2 separate regions of the Zea mays genome follow, and region 1 is linked to region 2. The links are chromatin contacts, called in public Hi-C maps. All regions are on one chromosome and are shown on one strand. Each heading gives the region's core, a stretch centred on a gene start, on an enhancer-like site or on the middle of the called end of the contact. The rest is flanking DNA. Distances are from core to core; before and after follow the strand shown.

The links. Hi-C and Micro-C count contacts between places; a contact is called where the count stands out from the background.
Region 1: a contact with region 2 is called in a Hi-C map of tassel, with 2.1 times the contacts expected there. The contact joins the promoter of LOC100857041 here to the enhancer-like site in region 2. A contact is called at or near these places in 4 of 25 Hi-C or Micro-C datasets (endosperm, leaf and tassel) and 1 of 3 datasets of contacts at active chromatin or transcription factors (leaf).

What each region holds. Positions count from the first base shown.
Region 1 is chr6:149,954,221-149,956,920 of Zm-B73-REFERENCE-NAM-5.0, forward strand. It overlaps LOC100857041, which reads left to right and starts at 1,338. Exons shown (of 4, transcript NM_001254912.2): 1 at 1,338-2,066. The coding sequence starts at 1,833.
Region 2 is chr6:149,911,943-149,914,745 of Zm-B73-REFERENCE-NAM-5.0, forward strand. No RefSeq gene overlaps it. Among protein-coding and RNA genes, the nearest start is that of LOC100857041, 42 kb to the right of the region's middle. Within about 2 kb of position 1,314, at least 18 of the 20 cell types and tissues checked have an H3K27ac peak or open chromatin away from gene starts, as enhancers often do. A contact at or near this core is called in leaf and tassel, where this site is marked.

The DNA.
Region 1 (2,700 bases), core at 88-2,587, 42 kb after region 2:
TATCTCCGTTCTCGAATATTTGTCGCTGGATAGTTTATTTTTAAACTAAAACATGACAAATAAAAAAGAACGGAGAGAGTATATCGTAACAAAAAAAAGTATCTAATGATACTCTAATGTTTTCTTATATATATAGTTAAAATCTAAAGTAATTGGTTTATGCGAAGCGACATGTGTGTGCATCTTTTGACGAGAGATGGTTGCGTGCACGTACAGGTACAGGTACAAGCAGCAAGCAGATGAGATGCCCACGCGCAACACGGAGCTGGGCTGGGGCAGGCAGGGCCGCATCGGCATCGGCATCGGCATCTGCATCTGCATGCATGTGCGCCATCATCGGTCGTCGCGGGGTCAGCGAAAGATCTCGTGCCCGAATCGGGCGGGCGGCGCGCGCAACACGCGGCCAGGCGAGGCGACGAATCGATCACCCGTCGACGACGAATCGGAGAGGATCAAAGCGGGCGCGGCTGCCGGTGCCGGCCGGTGAACGCAGTGTCAGTCGCATCAACGGAGAAAAGGAGTGACCGCCTAATTGAGCACCGCCGCTCGTAGTGGTAGACTGGTAGTAACAGGTGGTGTTGACGCAACAGCAACGCACCCGGCCAGTCCGGTCGTCGAGCCGAGCCGGCTGGGCACAGTCGCACAGAGAAGTATCTCGCTTCGTGTGGCCTCCAGGCCGGGCTCGCCGCGGGGAATCTCCCTCGTGCCACGCGTGGTAGGAGCGCCGGTCGGTGTTCTTCAGCCGGGGCGGTGGCATGCCCATGTCAGCCTGCTGCTGCGTCGGCTTCCGATCCTGTACGTACGCTCCCGCGTTTCAGGGAGGTTCGTAAACCCAGGTGCAAAATTGCAGGTTTCCGTTCGTATATATATCCTACGAATATTCTTACAAACACACCTATGTACCTATGCATTCTTGTGGGTCATTGCTGACACTATTTGAATATTCTCGCTGCCTTTAGATAACTAATTAAATGTTATCTCCTTTCCGATAAGTTGGCACGTACAGGACGCGACGGATAAACAAGCATATCAACGCTTCCGCGGATATGTTTTATTACAATTGCTGAATACCAACCCAAAAAAAATAGAAATTATGATCTCACTATTCATACGTCTTAAAAAGACCCTACAACAAAAGCACATTCCAGAACGGGCCGTTCATGTCGTTACCAGAAAGCGGAGGAATGGATATGCCAGCCTGAGGGGCCTATCCTGTCCGTCAACACACGAGGGAGAAGCCGCGTGCGTGCCTGTGCCGTCCGTCCAGTGATCCAGTCCGTGCCCGCCCAACACACAACACAACCCAGACCCAGGGAATGTTGCTGTGCAAGCGACGGGCACCGCGCTTGTTGACTCGGCTTCCCCTGCTCCCACGGCTCTCCCTCCCACCTCATCTTCCTCCTCCTCTCCTCCTCCATCTCCTTTAAAAGCTCCGTCCAAGCTTTCACCTCGCTTCAAACCACAATTCACAGGCCCTCTCCGATACTCTTCCTTCCTCGGTCCACCTTTTTTTTCCCGGCCCTCTATCTCCTTAGCTGCCAAGAACACGCTGTTCGATCGTCTCGTGCTAGCGTGGTAGTCTGGAAGCGTCTCTTTTTTTTTCTTCTTCCTGTTCGATCCAGTTCTACCCGTCCAATCCAATCCAAGCTCCTCCCTTCACCCCAAAGGGACGAGAGAGAGAGAGAGAGGTCCTCTATGGCCGGGCCTGCTGTCCACCCTCGTCACGGCAGCCGGCCGGCGCTCTGAACTCCCGAGCCGGCTCTCCATCAGCCACGTCGCGCGCCGCCCAGGAGAAGGAGCTCTTTAATCTGTGCTAGCAGCGGTCCCAGAGAATGCGGCAGATCTCGTCGCTGCTGCAGGGCCTGGCCCGGTCACTCTCGGTGGGGAGGGACAGGGACAGGGACAGGGACCGGAAAGGGAACGGCGCAGGCGACCGCAAGACCGCCGTGCCGGCGGTGCTGCGGACGTCGGGCACCCTGTGGGGCGACGGCTCGGACACGTTCGCCGCCGTCTGCTCGCGGCGCGGCGAGAAAGGCATCAACCAGGACTGCTCCATCGTCTGGGAGGTCAGCTCTCTCTCTCTCTGTCTCCCTCTCTCTCTGTTACTCGGCCTCTGCTGTTCGTTCTGCTTCTTTCTTCCATTAATTTCGTTCGGCTTTTTGTACTGGATTTCGGGTGTCATCATAAAGTTTGTGATTGCACGTGATATCTCCATAGAGTTCTTTTTTTAAAAAAAAAAAAAACTGGAAAATTCTCGTCGGGCTCATGCGTTCTACTGCATATATATAAGAAACCAAACATGAAACAGCGTCAGATCAGTGTTTCAGCTCATTTTGTGATTCTGACAACTCATGGAAAAAAGCCCCCCCTTTTTTTAACCAAACATATAATAGTAAGCACTTCTTCGTTTCAGAGGGATAAAGGCCAATTAGGAGGCATAGGTATTGGAGCACGAGTCTCTGGTGTTTCCTCTTGGCTTTCTCTTCCTCACAAACAATACAGGAGAGGGCCGGGGTCATACGTGTCCTTGGTGATATGGTTTCTTTTCAGCTCTCGGTATCTCAACCCAAGTCCCAAGGTAGCTGTAGTTAAGCTCACTGCTTAAGACGGAAAAGTTAGCCACATCATCATCACATAGTGGATTAAGATTAACCCACAACACATTCCTGAGAGTTCTTCGTGGACGGCATATTTTTCCTT
Region 2 (2,803 bases), core at 64-2,563:
ATCATTTACATAGATCTTTGAATTTATTTTTTATAGCAAACTTATATGAAGATAAAAAAAAAATGTTGCTAATAACTTTTATAGATCGATCTAGTTAAATTGAGAAAGTTTGAACTGCATGAATACCATGACGTCAACTATTTTAGGACAGAGAATATTTGTTATAGTTAATAGAACAGAGAAGTTGTGTGCCTTGCGGATTATTTATGCATAGATGAAAAGAAATGCTGTGAATTACTATACATGGCAACAATAATCATATCATAGTGCAATTATTGTTCTAAGTCCTAAATTTTTGCTTATGAAATGCTGTATTTGGTGAAGTAAGTGACATTTTTTCACCTCGACGTTTTCTCTTGACATCATCAAAATTCTACGCGGCACTAACCACTAAGGCCTTGTTTAGATACTCTAGTATTAACCTCAATCTACATGTGTTGAGGTGGATTAGGGTGTAAATTAGTTTAATTTACACCTCAATACATGTGGATTAGGGTGAATACTAAAGTAACCAGAGAAGGCCTAAAGTGTAGCAATATATTCCCCTTAGCTACAACCTTCATGCTAACTCCCCTGGATATGAATAAACAAACAAGAATCAGAGATCATTGGATATGGAGAAAATAAAGAGCACAAATGAAATGCACCAGTAGTTAAATAAAGAACCCAGATTTTTCAAGGAGGGGAAGAGCACCGGGATCCGGGCGGGAAAAGAAAAGACCCTGAAAAGCACCAGACGGACGAATGCACCGTCAGAAAGGCGAAGGAACGTTGTCGCCTTCCGAGGAGAAAGCGTACTCGGTGGTGAAGAGATTGGGAATATATATGCGCTGGTGAATGGTGCAGTGACTCGAGTAGTGCGTAGCACTTGCTTAATTACTTGCTTTTAATGGACTCGTTTCGTTGATCCATCACGAGTTAGACGCAACTACCATGTGGATCATTGTTGTCCGTGTATCGATCGGTGGGCGCCAACTCTCTGCAAATTATTGCACCCATCCATGTCAGTCTCTCTGCAAATTGCACGCTAAAATATTGGTTTCGGAATTCAGGCCTAGTACATGCATACTATTCAGCGAACTTGATTTGGAGAGTTCATGACTCGATCTACTTAGCATGCATGATCCGACATGTAGGCACCGAAAGCTGTAGCCCTAAGCATCTTTGTTTAGTTCTCTGTCAGGGCTACTACAACGACGGAGTACGCACAGCACAGACGAAAGATGCACGAGTACGAGCTGCATCATGCACGGACCACACCACACACCGCTAATACAGCCAGCCACTTGCCTCCTCAACCCTCGTCCAGGGCACACTGCATGCATGATGCGTCCTTGTCGTTTCTGCTTGTGTGGTGGTGTCTGTTGTTGGTGGAGTTCACCTGCCGTTGCCAATTTGCCATTGCCATTGCCATTGCCATTGCCATTGCGACAGGCTGCTGCGTACACGCCGCGCCTGCCCTCCCTCGTCGACGCCGGTGCCGCCGCCCGTACGTCTTTATGACTCGGACCACTGCCTGTCACTCACAACCGGACACTTATCCCAGCTATACGCACCCACGTGCTCTTGGGAGCTTCCGCCGCGCTCTGGCCTCTGCCGCGTCATGGTGTCCTTCAAAGGGGAGGCAGTCTGCAACTTGCAAGGCCGCCGGTTTCTGCATGCACTGGACCAGGGCGGCTGCATAGTATTGGAGCGACGATGGATCTATGTGCTGCTCATATATATATTTTCCCTTAACCATTTCAGAGTGGTTTTGCTAACATGGCCGTAGATCTACACGTTAAAGTGGTCTCTCCTTCTATCTTATATAAAAATGCCATAACTTTTTTCATATTAAGTTAGATGAATATAAATTTTATATAGAAGATATTAGAGACAACTATGTGATTTATACATCTTTGTACTAGACGTACAGATTTTTCGTTTGAGATCTTTTAGAAGCCGTTCTAAGCTCAAGTTTTGTTGAAATAAGGTAGGTAGGTAGGGCTCCTTCACCACAAGGCTCTCCGCATATAGAAGCCCTTCAACTCCTCCACCTCATAGGATCCCTTCATCTACCACGCACCAAGTAAAAGGAGCCCTTAACCTGTGCGTCACACCTCATAAAACACTAATGCGCACATAGACAATCTAGACAAAGAGCAAGAGCACACAGAGTGACTCATTAGTTAAATCTGCATTCAAGAAGCTACCATGTGATAATATTAACGAGGAGTTGTGTGCTATCGTCAGCGCAGAGGTGAAGCTAGGAACACTTCACGAAGACTGTACCAGAGAAAGAAGAACCGGTAGATGTATATCCACAAAAGCGTTTCTTGTTAAGATGAGTGAAAAAGAAAATAAACAATGTATCTATGACTATGAGTGCATGACGAGTAAAACACATACAAAAGATCCAAAGAAAAATGTGACATCATGACAGTTTGCATGGACATACCAGCATATGGTAAGTCTCTAGTCCGACCAGAAGAAGTCAAAGAATTATCAACGCAAATACCACTAGTACACATAAGCTCTATAGTGGCGGTTGTAAACCTATTTACAGTGGCGTTTTTCGTAACCGCCAGTGCTAGGAGCCAGTAGAAATCATCATTTTTACATACGGGTAACTGAGAACCGCCAGTGAAAATCGATTTTCACTGACGGTCGGCGTAATAAAACTGCGAGTGAAAATCGTTTCCAGGAAACATAAAACGGATTTTAAAAATAGCAAAAAAAATATTTTTATTAGGGAGGCCTCGCGACCCACCCACTACCAGAATTTGGCTCTTTGCCGAGTGCCATATTCTTTGCCGAGTGTTTT